Linked DNA regions of Mus musculus: all the other regions are linked to region 4. A link is a contact called in public HiChIP or PLAC-seq and promoter capture Hi-C data. All regions are on one chromosome and are shown on one strand. The core of a region is the stretch at or near the end of the contact, and the rest is flanking DNA. Distances in the headings are between cores, read along the strand shown.

Region 1 (3,430 bases), core at 29-2,528, 410 kb after region 4:
TCTTGAAAAACCAAAGAAACAAAAAAGAAAGAAAGAAAAAAAAAGAAGCCAGGTCTGCTTTGGTATGCAAAACATGTGCATGCTCGCGTGTGTGTGTGCACACACACACACTGTCCCCTGTCCCAGGGTCTGAAGCCAAACAAAAAGGTCACTCCTCTGCTTCCTGCTTATGTGTAGCATGCAAGCTCTCAGCTACTGCTCCAGGATCATGTTTGTCTATCTGTCTGTCTGCTGCCATGCTCCCTGTCATAATGGTTATAGACTCACCCTCTGAAACTGTAACCAGGCCCCCAATTAAATGCTTTCTTGTATAAGTTGGTCATGGTGTCTCTTCACAGCAGAAGAACCATGACTAAGACAAGGATCTAAAGCAAAGAGCCTCGGACAGCTCCAAAACTTGCTGGGTAGCATATGGACAGAAACATCTTGTCTGACAAGAAAGCCAACATAGTAATGAGAGCATCTGCAGGCAGGAGCCAGGAGAAGACTAACGACTAATAAGTCAACATAAAACAACCCTCAGATAAAATCTTCCTCCGCAATGTTCCCTTTTGTGTCCTCTAACATTCCAAGCCCCCTGCCCCTCGTACAATCTCCATTTCTCTAGTAAAGGACTGCCTGCTCTGTTGAGCTGATGCTGGCTTTTATTTCCATGTTGCCTTCATCAGTTCCGATCTAACACCCACTCCCACTCCCTTTTAAGACAGGGGCTCACTGGCTGGCTTGGAACTCACAGAGCTCCAACTGCTGCTGCCTCCCAGGTACTGTGATTAAGTCTGTGCTACCACATCCTAAGGTTTTGTTTCTTCTGGCAATATTGGGTACCAAGGACTTTGTAAGTGTCCTACTACTGAGCTACACCCCCAGCCCCTCACTGGGGGATTCTAGGCAGGGGCTCACACCTCTACTGGCTGCTGGGGTTAAATGAGAAAGTTTTACCCCTTTAAGGGTGTCCCCAGCGCCAGGCATCAGGGTACTCACTGATACATCATCATTGTCATGGTTGTCTGAGTCTGGAGCCCACAAGTCTACCAGGGCCTAGGGCCTCCCATGCTCTGTGAGCCTGAGAGAAAGGAAGAGACTCGTAGGGCAGTGGCCTCTGTTATCATGCTCCGGAGGCCTGGGCAAGGGGATCTGGCTATTCTGCCCAGGGTTCTCACACTGGAAATACTAAATATTTACACTTGCTGTGCTCCCAGGCTCCATCCATGCTCTGGGGGATGGGTGGTTTCCAAGTCTTCTCTCGGCTTCTGTCTTTTCAGTCTCCTGCACCCAGATACTCACCCAGAAGGACTCCCGGTCCTTCGTCCTGGTCCTTCAGGCCTTCCTCAGATTTTGTGGAATTGCCGCAAACCTCACTGGAGCCAGCGTCTGGGCTGTGAGAGGTGAGAGTGGGTAGGAGTGGATGTAGGTAGATGCTGTTTGTAGAGTGCATCTGGTCTTGATTGTGTGTGTACGGGTGTGTATGTATGTTGTCTATGTATGTGCATGTATATGTATGTGCGTATGTATGTATGTGTATGTGTGTGTGTGTGTGTATACGTTGTGTGTGGGGGGGCACAGGGAGGCTCCCAGGTCTCTCATTTACTCCAAGCTTGCCAACGAAGGCGGCCACATGTGCCCAAGACTGCCCAGTGCTTGGGAGCTGACGCCTGATGAGCAGCCACTGTAGTTGATGTACCTTGCCTCTAGCTCAGAAGTTTCCACGGCTCTCTCACTTCCCTTCTATGCCACCCCACAGGCCTCTTTGCTATGTCTTCTTTTCAGCACATCTGAAATGAGATCCAATTCCAGGACCTTTGCACTTGTGGTTTCTTCTGAGCAGGTCCAAGTGTGTGCCCGAGTGCCTGGGAGTGGTGGCATAGGGCCCTGGGTGTGAATTCTGCAGGGCAGGAGTGGGGAGTCACGAATATTAACCTGGTATGGTGGCACACACAAGCCATCTAGGGATGAAGAGGCCCAGGCAGTAGCATCCTAACCTAGTTCGGTAACAGACTGGGCTACTAGTGACACCATGTCTCAAATTAGAAAAGAGGGGCCCAGCATGAGTGATGGATGTTCCATCCCCTGCACGCCCCGCCCCCCACGCAAAATGGAAGTTTTCTCTTTAAGTGGGGGCCACCGAAGGTTCTGAGGGGAGAGGTGACCAGGTCCAAGTGTCCGGAACCGAGGATGGAGAGGGATTTGGGGTGTAAAATGATTCTGGTTGTTGTATGAACTGTGGTAAACGGACAATCTGCGCTGCGAGCTGCAGCCCAGCTCTGTTGTGGAGTACAACCGTAGGAAGTGACGCCCAGGGATCAATACTTTAGCTCTCCTTGGCTACCTTGGAGCTTTGGGACCCGTCTAGGCTAAAACAGTAGTCTCTTTCCTCTTCACTGCAGGTGACGGCCATGGGGACCGCCAGGCTACGCAAGCTGCAACTGCTGCTTCTGCTGGGCGCTTGGAGGGCGCTCGGAGGTGCCGCGCGTTGCCGCGTCACCCTAGTTTTGTCCCCGCAGAAGGCAACTAGCGCCGTCTGCAGGAGCTCAGAAGCCACCCAAGACAGCGAACTGGCCACGCTGCGCATGCGCCTGGGTCGCCACGAGGAGCTGCTGCGCGCGCTGCAAAGGCGTGCGGCGGAGGGTGGTGCGCTCGCGGACGAGGTGCGCGCACTGCGCGAGCACAGTCTCACCCTGAACACGCGCCTGGGCCAGCTGCGCGCGCAATTGCAGCAGGAGGCGAGGGCGGAGCCTGACCTGGGGGCGGAGCCTGCTGCTGCACTTGGTTTGCTAGCCGAGCGCGCGCTGGACGCTGAGGCCGAAGCGCGCCGGACGACGGCACGCCTGCAGCAGCTGGACGCACAGCTCCGTGAGCATGCGCAGCTCATGAGCCAGCATAGCAGCCTCCTCGGCCGCCTGCAACGCGCGTGCGCGGGCCCGGAACGGGGACAGCAGCAGGTAGCTGTGCCGCGCGCTCCGTGTCAGGGGCACCACCCACTGCTCATCTGGGTGAATGATTGGGGAGAGCTTCATTGGCTGCACGAAAATATTCACAGCTCCTAGGCTTACAAGCACTTTCATCATACACAAGGACTTTTTTTTTTCTTTTTTTTAGTTTTACTAGACAGGGTTTCTCTGTGTAGTCGTTGCTGTCCTGGGACTCACTCTTTACACTAGGCTGACTTTGAACTCAGAGATCCACCTGCTTCTGTCGCCCAAGTGCTGAGATTAAAGGCGTGCGCCACCACACCAGGCTTGCATATCCTTTTAAGGATCTATTTTCATCTTAATGTGTGTGGACCGATGCATGTCTGATATGTGTTTGTGCACCATGTGTGTATAGAGTGTGTATACAGGCTAAAAATGATCTGGAACTGGAGTTACAGATGACTGTGAGCCACCTTGCTGGGAATTGAATCTGGGTTTTCTGGAAGAACAGGCAATGCTCT
Region 2 (3,437 bases), core at 403-2,902, 330 kb after region 4:
TTTTTTTTTTTTTTATTTTATGTATATGAGTACACTGTTGCTGTCTTCAGAGACACCAGAAGAGGGCATCAAATCCCCATTACAGATGGTTGTGAGCCACCATGTGGTTGCTGGGAATTGAACTCAGGACCTCTGGAAGAGCAGTCAGTGCTCTTAACTACTGAGCCATCTCTCCATCCCCAGTGCCTCAGGATTTTTAAAGTTAGGTTTGTTGGGAAAAGTTCTTTAACAATTTCACATTTGTGTACATGTGCGTGGGTATGTGATGTCAACTTACACACATGGTCAGAGGGAGACTACTTCTGGCTCAGTTCTCTCAGCTGTCTTTCTGGTCCTCGGTCATTCTTTTATTCATCTGGTGCTAGGGATGACTCCCAAGGCTTCTGCTGTGAGGTTAATATTCTGCTGTTGAACTGTATATTCTAAATCCTTCCATACCATGTGGAAGGTAAATAGAAAATATCATTTCTCTGCGATCTGCTTTTTTTTTTTTTATTAAACCCAGATGGCAGAAGTGGTTCCTGGCCTTACCACTATACTACTTCATTGGTATATTGGTCCAGTTCACTTCTGAATTATCTTTTTAAGGAGGTGATTTCAGCTCTGATAGATGAAGCCACTGAGGAAGAGTCCAGATGGTGTGCTCATGGTCGTTTTAGAGGACAAGGGGGTGAAGATGGGGTTAGACGGGAGGCCTTTTGTTTAAGGGTTCATGTATTTCTTACCAAAATGGTAACAAAAGATGAGCAGAAGGGGAGGGGGATAGAGTTATGCCTATAGTTTCTCCTTCTGAAGATGTAAGTTCCAGAAATATGGATCATGGACATATAGTTAGACACTACAGAACCACACATTTCATCTTCCAGTGAAGATGGTAGTTACAGTGGGGCATACCCATAAATCCATCACTCAAGACCAGAGAGAGGCAGGAGGTCTGAACTTTAAGATCAACCATATTATCTATTGTATAGATAGTAAAGTCAAGCCTATCTTGGGTTAAAAAATTGTTGGTGCATTTAAGAGCAGTGTCCACAGCGGCCTTCCCCTGGAAGTGGAGTTACAGGGCTTCGAGTGGCTGGATGTGGGTGGGTGCTCTCCAGGGAGGAAGCTAGCCACTGCGCAGACAAGCCCACTTTTGTTTGTTTTGTTTTGAGACTGGCTTTCTCTGTGTGGCTCTGGCTGTCCTAGAACTCCACTGTATAGACTTGGCTGACCTCAAACTGAGATCTGCCTGCCTCTGCCTCCTTAGTGTAAGGGACTGCAGGCATGCGCCACCACCGCCTACCTTTTTCCTTTTTCAAGAAGATTTTGTTTTTAGACCAGGCTCAATACACAGAGATCCTCTGGCTTTTGCATTCTGAGTGCTGGAATCAAATGCATGCATGCCACAGCCTCTGCCAGACTCAAAAGATTTTTTTTTTTTTAAAGTTGTGTTTGTGCATGTGAGTGCAATGCCCATAGAGGCCAGAAGAGGCTGTAGGACCCCCTGGAAGTGGAATTACAGGGGCTTGGAGCGGCTGGATGCGGGTGCTGGCAAGCAAACCAGAGTCATCCTCTGCAAGAGCAGCACTACCTGCTCTCAAGTGCCGAGCCACCTCTTCAGGCAAGGGGGAGGTGGGTGGCGCCAGTCGCAGCACGGACGAGCCCACTATAGCCAGGAGGTGTGGGTGCCTCCGTTGCGCGCATGCGCACTCCCTTCGGGCATAGCATGGTCTTCCCCCACTCTCTTGCCCTGTGTGGTACATGCTGCTTCCGCTTGCGCCGCCCCCTCCCAATTGGTTTCCGCGCGCGCGAAAAAGCCGGGGTCTCGTTCAGAGCTGTTCTGTCGTCTGCAACCTGCAAGATGCCAGCGCGAACAGCTCCAGCCCGAGTGCCTGCGCTTGCCTCCCCGGCAGGCTCGCTCCCGGACCATGTCCGCAGGCGGTAGGTGCCACGCAGGGTGGGGGTGAGGGGCGGGACCGATGCCGAGGCATATATTGGGGGTATCTCCGGGTGGCCCTGCGGCCGCTGACAGCCAGGGCGCGCATGCGCGGGGCAGCGTTTGGCGCGGGCTGTGCTTCCTGTCGCGCGTGCCCTTAGCTGTTGGCGCCAAAATGGGTGGGGGCCGGGGTGCTGGCAAGCCCATTGACTGGGAGCTTGAGGGAGCAAGGGGATCAGCCCTCTGAAATAGAACAAGCTTGGGGACACCCTCAGGGGTTCCCCTCTTTGGTCAGCCAGGCTCCTGGGTGTGCAGGAAGTGCCCCTCTCCCGGCCTGTGGACACCCTGAAGCCCCCACTCCGCTCCAGCCTCCACTTCCGGTGCCCTGCAGATCCCGCCGCGCCCACCCGAGGGTCCCTCCGCCGGTTCCCCTGGCCCTGGTTCAGAAGGGCCCTCCTTCCCAGCCCCGCTGTCAAGTCCTAGGACCTTTTCTCTCTCATCCTGCCGGGCCGGGCCTGGGCAGCTTGAAGCCCTCGTGGGATTTTGTTTTGTTTTCATCCTAACGTAAAGGAGCTCCTGCGATCCTGGAGCTATCAAAGAGACTCTGCCTGGAAAGAGCTGGTGCTGCAGAATGGGCCCTCCACTTTGGCAGTGACATAACTCTGTCCCGAGATCCCAGAGCAATCGAGGAAACCTTTAACTCCATTCAAAGTGTTTATCAGGGGGAAGGAAAGATGAATGGTAGTGAGATGTCTCGGCCCCCGCCCTATTATTTTAGCCCCTGTAAACCAGTTCTTTCGGTCCTGGCGCCATCGAGGAAGCTTTTTACATTGTCCAGTGTTTATTTCGAGGAGTGAGGGATGGCAGGTAAAGTCCCCCATTTCAGTGCATATGAATCCCCCCTCTCCCCCCCCCCTCCCCAAGCAATCAAGGAAGACCTGGGTAATGGGCCCTCCACTAGTACCTTCCACGCCTCCATGAGGACGGCTGTGTGCAAGGATTGGCGGGAACACTGGATCCCGCTTCCTGTTCCAGAAGGGCATCGTCAATCCGTTCATTCCTGAAAGCTTGTCCCGCGCGTCATTGAGCATTAGTCATAGGTGCCCTGCTAGTGCTGGACACATCCCAACCCGATTCTGAGTCTGCTTTTGCTATCCCGGGGGTTAGTTTACTGGGGTGATGCCAGGCCGATTCCCATTTGAGCTTTGGGGGATAAAGTGGGAGAAGCGGCTGAATTCCCCTTGTCAAACACCCCTGCCCCCAGCTCGCCCCCAGGGTTGGACCTGAAGCTCTGTACTGAGCTACACCTTCAGCCCTTTCACTTGTATTGGAGACTGGCCTGGGATTCTCTCTCTCTCTCTCTGCCTGTGTCTTCTCAGTGCTGGGATTACTGACATGTGCCATCATGATGGTTTGGGTTCGTTTTTTGAATGCTTGTTTTTTGATTGTATAGGCATAAAAATCTGAAGCCTTTGTGAGACACCTCAACAGATTTCTTTTTACTACCAAAAAATACATA
Region 3 (3,638 bases), core at 610-3,109, 310 kb after region 4:
GCACCATAGGCAGGTGTTCTACCCCTGAGCCACACCCTCAGCCCCTCAATAGGGGATTCTAATCCATTGTTCTGCCACTTCCGGTACCCTGCGGAAAGGCTTAATTTATCTAGCAAGTCATAAACCTAGAACTTGCTATGGAACAGAAGAGGGCTTTGGACTCCCCATCCTCCTGCCTCCACCCACTGAAGTGCAGGGATGCTAGGCTTGCAAACAGTGACCCGCTTACTTATTTATTTTTGGGGTGTTGGAGACAGAACACAGGGCCCTGTGCATGAGAGGAAGTACTGTAACTAACACTGAGCCGCCTGCCTCCATAAACATCTCAATGCCGACATAAGGCACAATGTTAAACACAGCAAGGGAAACACTGTTCGCTCTTAGGGAGCTTATGTTTGGGTGTGCAATTTACACTTTTGTGTGTTTATTTTTTTTTGTTTTTAATTATGTGTAATTGTGGGTATGTGCATGTGTGTACACGGGCCCTTGAGGCTGAAAGGGTCAGATCCCCTGGGGCTGGACTCAGAAGTTGTCAGGTCTGTGGGTGCTGGGACATTCTGTTCTCTGCAAGAGCAGGAAGTGCTCTTGACCATTAGAGGCACCTCTTTAGCGCCTTTTAAAAATTTATTAATTTTAACTTTATACCCATGTGCGTGCATGCACGTGGGTGTGTACATGTACGTGGGTGTGTGCATGTGCCTCAGCAGCAGGCCTTGGAGGTCACAGGACAACTTGCAGGAATTGGTTCTCAATTTCCACCTTGTGGGTCCCAGGCAAGGCCTTACCCACTGACAACTCACAGCCTCCTGGAACTCACTCTGTAGACCAGGCTGGCCTTGAACTCAGAAATTCGCCTGCCTCTGCCTCCCGAGTGCTGGGATTAAAGGCGTGCACCACCACGCCCGGTTTTGTTATTCTTTTTTAAATGCATTTATTATTATTGTACATGTATCAGTGAATGAATGTAGGTGCAGCAATGCCAGTGTGCCCTGTGGAGGTCAGAGGCCAACTTTGCTTCCAGGGACTGACCTCAGGTCAGGCTTCCAGACAAGCCCTTTCCCCTCCCTGCCTAGTGGAGCTGGACAGCTGACCTTCTGTCACTCACTCTAATTTTGGATTTTTTTTTCACCCTGAGTTGTTTGGAGGGAAGGAGCCAACAGGATCATGTGATCCAGATTGGCCTTGAACTCTAAAACAAACCTCCTGCTTCTACTTCACAAGTTTGGAATTAGAGGCCCAAGCCACCATTCCATATTTTTGCAGTGTTGAGGATGCATGCTAGGCAAACACTCAACCACCTGCCTCCACATCCCTGCCTGTTGTTTTTCAGAAAGGGTCTTGAGCAGGCAGTGGCTTAAGGTTGCTAAGAGGACCCTGAACTCCTGATCTTCCCACCTCCCAGGTGGCAGATGCTGGAATGACAGGCATATGTGCCACAAAGCCCAGTTGGATCTGGGAGTTCTTACCAAGTCTTCTGTTTGGGGGGCTGGGTATGATACAGTGTAGGAATTTATTTCTTGTAGAAACACATAGTAGGTGCTTAATCTTGAATTGCTGAGTTCTCACATAGTAGGTAAGTGTGATTTCCTCCATTTCCAGGTCCCAAGCATTAGCCTGGCGCTAAGCCAAATGGAATACAGTTGTTTCAGTACTAGGTCACCTGGGTTAAGAGAGCTGTGACGTCACGCGGCCGTGACATCATGCCACGGCAGTTCTCACGAGTGGGGGTTGGGAGGAGCAGGGCAGGAGTGTGTGTGTGGGGGTGTGGACAAAGGGGCCCTGCTCTTCCCCCGTGCGCGCCCTGGCTAACTGGCGGGCCACATCTGGAATTCATTGCAAGTCGCCGCCGGAAAGAGGAGGAGAGGAGGGCGGGGCGAGCAGGGAGTTGGGGCCGGAGGCAGCGGCTCTGCCCGCCTCTCTCTTGTCCTGGGTCCCCAACTCCGGGACATAGACCGAGCACAGCCAACAGTCTCCAAAACCAACCACTGGCTGTCCCGGGGCGCAGACGCCAAGGCCACTCAGGCCAGGGCAGGGACCCCGGCCGGCCTAGCCAGGTGAGCGCGCGGGGCAGAGGGGAGGTTCCGATCTGGGCGGCCGCGGTTCACGGAGACCCTGAGATCCCAGCTGGGGGGCCCGGTCCGGGGTCAGGCGCTCGTACAGGCGTTGCACGCGCTGCTCCAGGCTCTGCTGCACCGAGGGAACAGATCATCTACCATGCGCCCCTGCCCACTACTCCAGGCAGCTCGCCACCTACTCAGTGGCGCACCCCCAGACTGAGCTCCCCGCCTTCCTTCGGGCAGGAAGTTGGCGCTGAAGAGAAAGGCGGAATCCGAGCGCTTTGAGCTGGAGACTTTGCAAGACTGGATGGGGGTTCTCAGGAAGCAGGGTTTGGGGCAGTGAGGTTGTTGGGGAGAGGTGCAGCATCCCTTCTTCTCTGTCTCCGGCTAGGATGAAAGGTGCTACGGACGAGCGAGCGGGGAAAGCTTTCAGAGTTCATGGGCGGGGTCCCCGGCGAAGGCCGTCGCCCCACCGCCTGTGAGACTAGTTTTTTGCCTCAGTTTCCAGTTAGTTGCCCCTCTCTTTCAGTCTCTCTTTCGGAAGAATCACTTTGTATCGAAGGAAAGGGACATTAACTGCAAAGTCCAGGTGTCTCCTTTTCCTAGCTCAGGGATGGGGCGTAGGAGTGAAGGAAGGCACGCGTGGCGTGGAGTCCGCGTTGTCGCGGGCTACACGGCGTTGGGACCTCGCCCCCCTCTAGAGCATGGGTTGACTCACCCGGGGATTTCCACCTCCCCACCCCCGTCCCTATCCTTGTTGTTAGATGCCCGAGGCGACACCCGCAGAGCCTACTGTCCCCTGCGGGGCAACATGGGAGCATCACTGAGGGGGGGGGAGGGAATGAAGTAGCTGTAGTTACTCTCTCCAGTGCCCCAGGAATCTGGATGTGGGGGGCCTCTGGTGGGGTGCAGAAATGTGGCCACCCCCTGTTGCTTTGTGCAGGATAGGGACATCCTGCGCGCGTGTCGGGGTCTCAGGAGAGAGAGATGGCGCCGCCCCAGCGCAAGCGAGTGTGGATACCACGCATTCCTCGGCCTGATAAGGAGCTGGAGAGTGCTGCCTGAGCCAGGCGGGTCTTACTGTCGCCAAGGAGACGCGCCCGGCTTCAGCTTCCTATAGTGGTAGGGTAGGGGTGCTGCCAGGAGATGTCCCCATGCTTTGCATGCGAACGAGCCCCCCAATTTCAGGCTCTTTCATTCATTCATGCGCCTGCCTCGCTTGCACCAAGCAAGAGAGGCTGAGGGTGAACTTGGTAGCTGGCCTCACACGATACTGTGGAAAACAAGATCATTTCCGATGATAAAGTCAGATGCTCTGATAGAAATTAGGGGTGGGCTGTGCTGGGTAAAATGCCTTATTTCTTTAATCCCAGTGCTCAGGAGACTGAGTTAAGGGGCATCTTTGTGAACTCAAGGCCAACCTGATCTACGAAATGAGTTTCTGGTCAACCCGGATTACACAGTAAGACCCTGTCCCAAAAACAAAACAAAAAGAGAAGATAGTTCCTGAAGGCCTAGACAGTGACAGTCGAATGAAATCCAAAGATAAGATAGTCTGCCGGAAAAAGTGTTTGTGTGGGG
Region 4 (3,383 bases), core at 135-2,634:
TCTCCTCCCCACCCCCATAGGTCATGATGTTTGGAAGTCCAGCAGTTGCTTTGGAGCTCCTGAAGCAAGGTGCCAGCCCCAATGTCCAAGATGCCTCCGGTACTAGTCCTGTGCATGATGCGGCTCGCACCGGGTTCCTGGACACCCTGAAGGTTCTGGTGGAGCATGGTGCTGATGTCAATGCCCTGGACAGCACTGGGTCGCTCCCCATCCATCTGGCGATAAGAGAGGGCCATAGCTCCGTGGTCAGCTTCCTAGCTCCTGAATCTGATCTCCACCACAGGGACGCTTCCGGTCTCACTCCCCTGGAGTTGGCTCGGCAGAGAGGGGCTCAGAACCTCATGGACATTCTGCAGGGGCACATGATGATCCCAATGTGACCCAAGGCCACTGTCTCCAGCCTTACTGGGTTACTTGTCAACAAAAGAGGAAAGAAACTTTCTCTTTTCACACCTGTCCATTGAAGAAGGGAGTGGGAGGAGCAGTTTGTGGTTTATTGGTGTTGATTTCTTGAGTGTGTGTGTTTGGGGGGTGTTTCTCATTTGTTTTTCTCACCCCTTTTGGTGTGTTGGACAAAGAAGGGGCTCCTACAGGCAACAGCCATCTAAACGGTTCAGTTTCCTCTGCACTGGGGCTGCACCAGGGCAGGGGTTTAAAGCCCTAGCCTCAGAGTGAGGTCATCACTTCCCGGGCCCCTTGGAAGCTGGTGACCTTGGCAGGCTGTGCTCAGAGAGCCCTGAAGTGTGAGCCATCTACTTTGGGCATGTGAGGGGGAAGGGAAAGCATTTCAAATCAATTAAAAGGATAACATGAGTTCATTTTTCTTTCTTGGAAGGTTTCCAGTCTGTTGTACAGAGTTTGAAATATAAATATTTATTGCTTTATGGAAAGAAATTGTTTTGTGTGATTATTTTATGTTTTGGCCCATTAAACTAAGACAGCGATGATGACTTCAGATTTAGGAGTCTGGAATGGGGTGGGTATTCGGAGGGTAGGATGGGACTATGGATGGTGTAGGGTGCTGGGGTTGTCGACACGGTCATTCCCAGGGCGTCAGGGTAACTGAGTTGGGTGGGGCAGCGGTCGGGTGCTGTCGGAACGGAAGAGAGGCAGGAAACCGCGAGTGTAGAAAGGGGCCCCCAGATGTCAGCTGGGTGCCGGGAGCCGTCAGGGTGGAGAAGGGTGGGCGGTGGCTTGTGGCCTTTCCCCGCAGAGGCTTGTCCCGGTGGGTGTGGCCTGCTGAGCAAAAGGCCTACGGGATCCTGGAAGAACGGAGGGTGGAGCAAACTGCGTCTGCAGTGGACATGCTCCTTAAGAAAAGCCCTCAGGGGGCGTGCCGGAGAGAAGCCACACCCCGGAGGGGCGGTTGCACGCGTGCGCGCTAGGTCTCACAGCCGCCATGCCGGAACCGCGCGCCTCTGGGTGCCTAAAGGTGAACGCAGCGTTTGCTGCGCGCTACAGCCGTTACCGCGAGCGTGAGGAACTTCAGCGACGTGAGTGAGGGGCGCCTGCGCAGGCCAAGGTGTGGGGAACTGGGTCTGGTGATGGTAGCTATGAGGAACCCCGTGTATATTCCACAGTGAAAGATCGCTATGGAGATCCGGACGTCGGTGGCGACTCCAGTTCCGAGTCTGACTCCAGCGATGAGCATGTGGTGAGCTTCCGCAACCCGGCTTCGCGTCCTACCCATGTACATGGGGCTTTCCCTAACCGGGCTTGGTTGTCCCGGAGTCTTCAGGACCCGCCCCCATGCGTAGAGTGACAGGCAGTACCCTCCTCAACTCAGGGATCGCCAAATACATCCTCCTTTCTGGAAGAGACTCCAAGCCTCCCAACCACTGAGCTCTCAGTTGGATGCACAGAGGTGCCTTACCCTATGGGGATGTTCTTGATTTCCCTCCCCATCCCTTAAGTGACAGATAGGCCCTTCCTGGTGGTCACTGAATTTACCTACTTTGCTAACTTAGCCGCAAGACTCCTAGAGCACCCCAATTTATATATACAGCGGGAGTCTGACCCTAACCCCATGTATTGCATCTAAATCCCTTGAGTAACAAGCACCATTTCCCTTGTATCTAGGGATTTACCAAATCCTTCCTATTTCCCCAGAAGGACCGAGCACCTTATCTTAATCTCATAGGGTCCTATAAGAACATCTAGGTCCACACCCTCATCCATTGGGTGACAATATCTAGGAGATACCAAATCCTCACTACTATCCAGATGTGGCTCCAGACTTCCCATCAGAACTCCTCCACTAACCCAGTAGAGCCCTCCCTATGCCTAGAGATTGTCATATCCTGTCTACTTTATCTTCACTTTATCCTCCATCACCACAGATACCTCACCATCCTGATTAGTGGTCCCTAGGAACCACATTTCCACTCCTAAACGCAAGAGTCTGATGTGGCAGTATCTAGTACACCACGTGGGGCTCCAGTGTCCTATTGAGATTGCACTTCTCTGCCCAACGCTTCCTTTACTCTTGTCAAAGCCACAGCTGCCCAGACACAGCACTGTGTATGCTTCTCCTCCTTTCCTCCCTCCCCTCCACTCAGGCCTCAAGGTTGCTGGGCCCTGCTGAAGCCTGTTCTCATATGTCACCACCCTACCTGCATGTGTCCCAACTTCCTCCTGAAGTCAACCCTACTTCCTTTTCCTGCTCTAGGAATTTGATCCCCAGCAGGAGAGAGACTTTTACAGGACTCTGTCCTTGCTGAAGAAGAAGGACCCTCGAATTTACCAGAAAGATGCTACCTTCTATCAGAGAACAGGTGGGGCGGGGGATCTTCTCTAAGTGTCGTAGTGTGGATGGAATTGAGTTGTTGAATGAAGTGTATGCCTTCCCAGAGTGGCAGTGTATAACCCATAATCAGTACTCAGGAGGCTGATAACTCAGGGCTCAGGGCCAGGCTGAGTTACATAATGAGATCCTGTGTCAAAAAACCCAGAAAGGCTGGGAATGGGGTGGGTTGGTAAAGCAGTTGCCATGCTAAGCTGAAGACCTGAGCTTTATCCTGAGAAATCACAGGATAGAAACTGGTGGGCAGCCGGGCGGTGGTGGCACACGCCTTTAATCCCAGCACTCGGGAGGCAGAGGCAGAGGCAGGTGGATTTCTGAGTTCGAGGCCAGCCTGGTCTACAGAGTGAGTTCCAGGACAGCCAGGGCTATATAGAGAAACCCTGTCTCGAAAAACCAAAAAAAAAAAAAAAAAAAAAAAAAAAAAACTGGTCGGCACACGCATCGGTGCTGTTGGTGCCAGGTAAGCGGAGACGGACAGCTCCTGGGAGGCTCGACGGGATGCCTCAGCCAGTGGTGCTGCACACCTTTAATCCCAAAACACTCCAGAGGCAGAGGCCAGCCTGGTCTACAGAATGAGTTC
Region 5 (3,566 bases), core at 216-2,715, 440 kb before region 4:
AAGCATCCCCAGGGATTGTCCAGTTGACAGCTACTCACAGCTAACTGAAGGGCACTCCTGCCAAGCTCCTGTGGGGTCAGAACCGAAGCTGGTTCTGAGGAGGAAAAAGCAATTAAAATGTTCTTGGCCAGCCAGGCTGACTGCAAGAAAAGCAGTAACCCAGGCATTCATGGACCCTGGTTCTATCCATGGTGTCCCCAAATCCAGGCATGGTGGCACATGCCTGTCATCCCAACACTCCCGAGCTGAGGCAGGAGAATTAGGGGCTAGAGACTACACAGTGACTTATAGGCCAGCCTAGGCTACATGAGACCCTGTCTATAAAGTGAGGGAGAGGTGGAGCACTTTTCCCAGTGCTGCAAAGAAGTTGTTGGTGAGATTGTAACACCATCTCCCTTCCTGTCCAAATTCCAACGCCTCTCCTAAAACTAAAGTCCACTTTATGGATCTGTCCAATCCTACACGTTCAGAGAGTGGGAACGAACCAGGCCTGCAAAAGTCTTTGCCAGGTCCCTGGCCCTCCCTGCCTGATGGTCTCAGCTACGGGTGTCTGGGTTGCCTGAGGCACATCTGCACCAAACCAGGGAAGTAGGGACAAGGTAGGGACTGAAGGCTCACAAGGAGGACCCAGCCGGCCCGGATGTGTAGCCCCACCCCACCCGGGAGGGTCGTGCAAGCCACGCCCCTGAACATCATCCTCTTCCTCCATTGGGCGAGGGGAGTGGCTCGAGGCTCGCCTGTTCCGGCTGCACCCAATAGGAGCTCGGGGGTGCGGTGGGAGGTGGGGTTAGGGCGGAGTTTTGGGGCACGCGGCAGTAGCCGGGTTTGAGTGCAGTGTGGAGACCCCCAAGTCCTGTAACTACGACTAGCGACCCCAAAGTTGAACAGCTGGGCCTGGGTCTCCCCAGCCCTTAAAACGAATGATGGGACCCCTCCTCTTGGATTCCCTCACACATAGCTCTGAAAGACACCTCTGACTTGGGAGAGCACCCACCGGACTCCCCAAACCCACTCTGACCCCCTACAGCTCTGGCACCCTATTTCCAAAACACTTCCCTCCAGCCACGTGGGAAGGACATCACATCAAGTTCGCACGAATGGTTGTATTTCTCGACCAAAAATAAAACCACTCGGGGCTCTCCGAGTTCAGGACGGCTGCCCCTGACCCCGGGCAGGCTCCTGGCGCAAAGCCTTACCTGCAACTCCGGCAGCAGCCAGGAGCAGGGCGATGACCCAGCGACGCATCAGATCCGCGGTGCTCATCCTTAGCTTCTGCGTTGCGTCCTCACTCGGATCACAGACCCCGAAATGTTCCCGCTGCAAACACTGGATCGCGGGCCCCACGGTGTCTCGGCTGCGAATCTGGGCTCGCAAGCCTCACGGTGTCCCGGCTGCAAACTACGCCGCACGCCCAGAGTCATTCCCAGTACTAGGGGCGAGGTTTCCAGGCGGGGGAGGAGTCTGCAATGGGGTGATTTTCAAAAATCTTCACCTCACTGAGCGGGGAGGAGCTTGGAACGGCCGATGTGACATCGTCTCTTTTAACCCCTGAAGCTCCCGCAGCAGTGGGAAGTTCCTCAAATTCCTCCCACAGAATTTCACCGCTTCCCGGACACTTAGCCGCCCGCGTTGCTGTTTGAGTGTTCAAGGGACGACCCACGCCCTTCCACACCCTGGGTCGCCTTCTGACGCTTTCCTTTCCACCTCCAAAGCAAAACAGAAGTATGCGAAGCCCCCTCCCACCCCCGACCCCTACACTTCTTGCAGCAAGTTTGCTTTCCTGTCTAGGAATGGGCACATAGATTTCTGACCCAAGTACAGTTGCAGGTTTTATCTGGATCCGTCCATAAACACAAACACTCAGCGAGAAATGTATATAAAACGCGGCGGCGTGTGCGGGTGAGCGAGTTGGCTCAGTGGGTGAGGGTGCAAGCCTGAAGACCTGAGTTTGATCCCAGGGATCCACATACTGGAAGGAGAGAGAACCAGAACCAACTCCAGCAAATTGTCCTCTAACTTCCACACACACTCCCCTGTACTAATTAATTAATTAGAAAGAAGAAACATTACTTGGTTTGGGGGGTAGGACCCAGTAGTTAGAATAATTATAATTATTAATGGAAGAATTCCATAGCAAGATATGGTAACACTGAAACTAGGAAGAAGGCAGGCAGATCTCTGTGAGCAAAGTCCAAACTGGTCTGGACAGCAAGTTCCAGACTAGCCTGGGCTACACAGATTCTGTTTCCTCCTCCTCTTCTTTCCTTCTTTCTTTCTTTTCTTTCCTTTTCTTCTTTTGTTTTGTTTCTGTTTCTGTTTGTTTTGTTTTTCAAGACAAGGTTTCTCTGTGTAGCCCTGGTTGTCCTGGACTCTGTAGACCAGGCTGGCCTAGAACTCAGAGATCTGCCTGCCTCTAACTCCTGAGTGCTGGGATTAAATGTTGAGTGTTTACTACCACCCCACTACCACCTGTCAAGAGACCCTGTTTCAAAGCTAAAGTTGAAATTATTTTAAATAATTCATCTGAGAATCAATGGGTTCCTTCCTGTGTTGACAGAAATGTTGATTTTTGGTTTATTTCCTTAGGCACCTGCTGGTACCGCTTTATCCTGTTACAAGGAGTTGAACACACAGAAGGGCATCTCTTCCCTCGAAGCAAAACCAACCACATGTGGCCTTTTTCCCCTCTTGACACTGGATGGCTAAACCAGAAGGCTGTCTGCCATGGATAGAGAAGTTTTGATGAATCAAAGGCTTAGGGATTTTCTAAAAGGGACTCAGATTCTGTCCCTGCCTAGCTCCCTGCAGAACAAACCAGGGCTAGTGTGTTGGCTTAGTGCATGCAGCCAGGACTGACCTGATGTGAGTTCAAATCCGAGGACCCACATGAGAGGAGAGAACTCGTCCCTGTGACCTGCACATTCATATTGTGATGTGTCACAGGCAGTAATAAAAAAGTAAATAATACATAATGCAAAACAAACTACCAGAAGCTGAACCGTGAGACAGGAGAGAGAACGGGACACACTGCATTGGGTTGGTAGGGTACCTGGCTTCGTCCCCAGCATCACGTAAACCAAGCCTGTTGTCACAATCTGTGGTCTCAGCACTCCCCGAGGGAGGCAGGAGGACCATGAGGATAGCCTCAGCTACACAGATAGTAGAAGCCAGAAGACAGAAAGGTGTAAAAAGCTGCTTTTGTGAGTTGATTTCTCTCGGTTTTTGTTTGTTTGTTTGTTTGTTTGTTTTTGAGACAGGGTCTCTCTATTACATGGCTCTGGCTGTCCTGGAACCCACTATGTAGGCCAGGCTGGCCTCAAACTCAGAGAGATCCATCTGCCTGTCAAAGACATGTGCCACCGCCCGAACAGCTTGGTTCTTTTTCTCCCTTGAGTTTTGAGGCGCTTATGCGTGTGCTCACACGTATATGTAGGCCAGAGTTCAACGTCAGGTGTCCTCCTTGGTTGCCTCTCACCTAATTAAAACTCATGGTATTACTGAATTTTGTGTGTGTACACACATGCCCATGAGTGCTGGGGGTCAGCTAACAGCTTACAGAAGTCCGT
Region 6 (3,244 bases), core at 494-2,993, 330 kb before region 4:
CACAATTATCCGAAATGAGAGTCTGAAGACAGCTACAGTGTACTTAGATATAATAATAAATAAATCTTAAAAAATAAAAAATAATAAATAAATAAAAATAAAACATAAGTGGCCTTAAGGGCTTTGCTAATGCAAGAGTTTAATCCCAGTACTCAGAGGGCAGAGGCGGCCAATCTGTGTGAATTTGAGGGCAGCCGGTAACAGAGTTCTAGGACAGCCAGGACTATACAGTGAGAACAGAAGGGGGCCAGGAGAATCAAAACAAACCCAAAACTTCTTAATGAATTAATACACATGCAGGCCAAGGAGAAACGTCCCCATATTTACTGCCCATTCCCCTACCAGACATGTAACACAAAGTAAAAGATTCAACTATCTGCTGGACCAGTCAAGAACAAAGAACAGGGCAGGAAGCCTGGCTGAACATCATCCCAGCACTTGGGAGGTGGAGGCAGCAAAGTGAGGATGAAGCCAGCCTGGTCTACATGAGGAGCTGGATGTCAGCCTAGGTTATAAGAGTCTGTCTTCAAAATCAGAATAATGATGATGTAGGAACGATTTGCCTAGTTCTTCCCAATCCTAACAGCGAAAGTAATTCCCTTGTACAAAGGAGGAAACCAAGAGGTTTGGCGAGATTAGCGATTTCGCCTAAGGCCACACAGCAAGCTGACAGCAGCCGGCGCTGGGCATCAAACTCAAAGGCTGTCTGTCAGTTCAAACAAAAACTTGTTTCTAGTTCCTGAGGAGTCACTGGAGGTAAAAGGGATCAAGTAGATGTCTTCGGACCCGCACAAAACACTTGCCTTCGGTGTTTTAAAATAAAAAACCCTATCTTAAAAACTGGGAAGGGCCAAGGGACTCAAAAGAAAAACAATGCCGCCGAGAGCAAACGTCCCCAGGCATCTTTCACTTTTTAGGCAAACATTTTGAAGCCATGGAAGAAATTCTTTATTTTTCCTTCAAAATCTGCAATAATGAAATTTATCAAAAAAAAAAATAATAAACATGAAGAAAGTAAGGTCTGGAGACCGAAGAGGGCTCATGACTGTGTCCAAGCTACACTGGGCATCAATAACTGAGGTAAAAATGTTGCTCCCGACGCCCGACCACAGGGCATTGGGATCCCACCCGTTACAAACGAGGCCAGAAAAGCCCACGACACCTAGCCACTGTTCAAAGTTGGGGTCCACAGAAATTAAAGTGGGGGATCTGGATCTCTGAAACGCCAAAGGGAAGAAGCTTTGTCCAAGACCCTACGAGAACGCGCGCGCGGCCTTCACGCGGCCCAGAGCCACCCGCCTCGCCGGCCACAGTCAGGAAGCCGCCGCGGTCTCGCTGCACTGCGGCCTGAGACGCGCGCGCAGGGCTTCTTGACCCTCAGGCGCCGCCGTACCGCGACCCCGCTTTGGTCGCCCAGCTGCCCCCTCCCCCTCCCGGCGCCTCCGCTTCATTCAAACCGTCTTGCCCAAGCCCCGGGAGCCTGGTTCCGCCCGGGAGCCTCCATTCCTTACCTGGAGGTAACGGCGCCGTAACCTTCCTGGCGCCGCCCCCAACCCTCCACGAGGGGTCGGGGACAGAGTGGGCGTCTCGCTTCTCCTCAGGAAACAAAGAAGCCGTCTCCGCCGCTGCCAAGCGAGTGGGAAAGCCTCGCGCGCGCGCCCGCTGGGCTTCGCCAGGCCACCCCCCCCCACCGCACGCGCCCGCCGCGCGCCCCCGCCTCCCTGTCTACCCGCTCCACTTGCCCTGCTTCCGCTGCCCGGCCGGCCTCGTGCGCGCGCCAGCCCACCCTTCCGCTCTCTGCGCGCATGCTCAGCCATTCGCTGTGCGCACGCGTACTAGTCCTTTGAGGGCGCGAGGAGGTGGGCGGGCCCAGAGGCTGCACAAGATCCTGGTGCACCGCCCCTGTGGGGGGCTCGGGGCGGCTCTGCGCAAGCGCACATCTACCTCCCAGGCACGAAACTGGGCCTCAAGCCGGGAGGCATGCGCAGTGGGGGTAGCACTGCGGCGACGCTTAAAGGTTGGGGGAGGGGGTGGGTGGTCCAGATGGGAGATAGTAAGGATGAAATTAAAGTCCTCAGGCTCGGAGCAGTTGGAGCACCCAGGGAGGAAAGAGAAGCGGAGAGATGGCCAAGCTATCCCAGGACCGGCAGAGCCCACGCGGTGCTAAGTGCAGGCCCGGGAAACGCTTTGATCCTGGTTCTGGCGCTGCCCTGCCTGCTCTGCAAGACTCTGCCCTGGCCACATTTCCTGCAGAACCTGCTGAGGCCCAGTAATTAGCTTTACAAATATTTATTGAGCTGCTATCGGCTACTTGCTGCCCTCTATTACAGTCTGTGGGGAGGCAACCGAATGAATAAGTAAAATACAGAGTGTGAGGTAGAAACAGCCATATTCACAATTTAACTTCTGATTTCCAAGAAAGCCATTAGCCTTGGAGCATAGAACTCTGTCCAAATCTGTAGATTCATGCCTCTGGTTGAGTTTTTAAAATATTTGGTAGTGTTCGGGAGGCAGAGGCAGGTGGATCTCTTGAGTTTGTTACCAAGGTGTTACTTGTTTTTGTTGTGTGTCTTTATGGTTTGTTTGTTTGTTTGTTTGTTTGTTTTTATTTTTTTGGTTTTTCGAGACAGGGTTTCTCTGTGTAGCCCTGGCTGTCCTGGAACTCACTCTGTAGACCAGACTGGCCTCGAACTCAAGAAATCCGCCTGCCTCTGCCTCCCGAGTGCTGGGATTAAAGGCGTGCGCCACCACGCCCGGCTGTCTTTAGTTTTTTAAGACGGGTTTTCTTTGTGTAGCCGTGGCTGTCCTGGCACTTGCTCTAGACTAAGCTGGCCTCGAACTCAGACATCTTCCTTCCTGAGTGCTGCATGCATGTACCAATCCAGCTTGGTCTTTTACATAGTGAGGTTCCAGGGCAGCCATGGATACAAAGTGAGACCTTCTCTAAGTAAACAAACAAAAGGGTGTTTTCTGCCACAAAGAACAAAAAAGAATGTTTCAGGCCATTAAATCACTGGCCTGCTACTGCCTCTTAAACGCTAGGGTTACAGACCCAAGATACCAAGACTGGCAAACTATCATGGTATTTTCGCTTGGTTGTTTTGTTTTGTTTTTGTTTTTCGAGGACAGAGTTTCTTTGTGTAGCTCTGGCTGACCTGGAACTGGATCCTGAGACCAGGGTGACCTCGAACTGACATCTACCTGCCTCTGCTTCCCCACCACCACCCCCCACCCCACCCCACCC

Evidence for each region. HiChIP or PLAC-seq counts read pairs in DNA pulled down with a chosen protein or histone mark. Capture Hi-C pulls out chosen DNA fragments and counts their contacts.
Region 1: a promoter capture Hi-C map of liver shows a contact between it and region 4, with 2.2 times the contacts expected there. The contact joins the promoter of Angptl6 here to the promoter of Kri1 in region 4. A contact is called at or near these places in 1 of 39 promoter capture datasets (pre-B cells), 1 of 15 datasets of contacts at CTCF or cohesin (the NIH/3T3 cell line), 1 of 484 Hi-C or Micro-C datasets (CD8 T cells), 2 of 115 datasets of contacts at active chromatin or transcription factors (CD8 T cells and embryonic stem cells) and 3 of 9 other capture datasets (liver, macrophages and pancreatic islet).
Region 2: a contact with region 4 is called in a promoter capture Hi-C map of pancreatic islet. The contact joins the promoter of Dnmt1 here to the promoter of Kri1 in region 4. A contact is called at or near these places in 3 of 484 Hi-C or Micro-C datasets (embryonic stem cells and regulatory T cells), 2 of 115 datasets of contacts at active chromatin or transcription factors (embryonic stem cells and pancreatic cancer cells) and 2 of 9 other capture datasets (adipose tissue and pancreatic islet).
Region 3: a contact with region 4 is called in an H3K27ac HiChIP or PLAC-seq map of microglia, with 6 times the contacts expected there. The contact joins the promoter of S1pr2 here to the promoter of Kri1 in region 4. A contact is called at or near these places in 2 of 39 promoter capture datasets (cranial neural crest and neural stem cells), 1 of 484 Hi-C or Micro-C datasets (muscle stem cells) and 3 of 115 datasets of contacts at active chromatin or transcription factors (CD8 T cells, the SCID.adh cell line and microglia).
Region 5: a contact with region 4 is called in an H3K27ac HiChIP or PLAC-seq map of microglia, with 6 times the contacts expected there. The contact joins the promoter of Ldlr here to the promoter of Kri1 in region 4. A contact is called at or near these places in 2 of 484 Hi-C or Micro-C datasets (both in embryonic stem cells) and 5 of 115 datasets of contacts at active chromatin or transcription factors (astrocytes, bone marrow-derived dendritic cells, memory CD8 T cells and 2 more).
Region 6: a promoter capture Hi-C map of liver shows a contact between it and region 4. The contact joins the promoter of Smarca4 here to the promoter of Kri1 in region 4. A contact is called at or near these places in 4 of 484 Hi-C or Micro-C datasets (CD4 T cells, forebrain and muscle stem cells), 4 of 115 datasets of contacts at active chromatin or transcription factors (the SCID.adh cell line, embryonic stem cells, fibro-adipogenic progenitors and 1 more) and 3 of 9 other capture datasets (adipose tissue, embryonic stem cells and liver).

What each region holds. Positions count from the first base shown.
Region 1 is chr9:20,877,558-20,880,987 of GRCm38.p6, reverse strand. Angptl6 (angiopoietin-like 6) reads left to right here and starts at 1,278. Exons shown (of 6, transcript NM_145154.2): 1 at 1,278-1,385; 2 at 2,385-2,939. The coding sequence starts at 2,394.
Region 2 is chr9:20,951,194-20,954,630 of GRCm38.p6, reverse strand. Dnmt1 (DNA methyltransferase (cytosine-5) 1) reads left to right here and starts at 1,652. Exons shown (of 39, transcript NM_001199431.1): 1 at 1,652-1,923. The coding sequence starts at 1,844.
Region 3 is chr9:20,975,014-20,978,651 of GRCm38.p6, reverse strand. S1pr2 (sphingosine-1-phosphate receptor 2) reads left to right here and starts at 1,859. Exons shown (of 2, transcript NM_010333.4): 1 at 1,859-2,054.
Region 4 is chr9:21,285,970-21,289,352 of GRCm38.p6, reverse strand. Kri1 (KRI1 homolog) reads left to right here and starts at 1,384. Exons shown (of 19, transcript NM_145416.3): 1 at 1,384-1,493; 2 at 1,581-1,654; 3 at 2,669-2,774. The coding sequence starts at 1,400. It overlaps Cdkn2d (cyclin dependent kinase inhibitor 2D), which reads left to right. Exons shown (of 2, transcript NM_009878.3): 2 at 21-890. The coding sequence ends at 380.
Region 5 is chr9:21,721,475-21,725,040 of GRCm38.p6, reverse strand. It overlaps Ldlr (low density lipoprotein receptor), which reads right to left and starts at 1,465. Exons shown (of 18, transcript NM_010700.3): 1 at 1,197-1,465. The coding sequence starts at 1,263. Gm26511 (a long non-coding RNA gene) reads left to right here and starts at 1,685. Exons shown (of 4, transcript XR_001779098.2): 1 at 1,685-3,200.
Region 6 is chr9:21,614,668-21,617,911 of GRCm38.p6, reverse strand. Smarca4 (SWI/SNF related, matrix associated, actin dependent regulator of chromatin, subfamily a, member 4) reads right to left here and starts at 1,743. Exons shown (of 34, transcript NM_001174078.1): 1 at 1,512-1,743.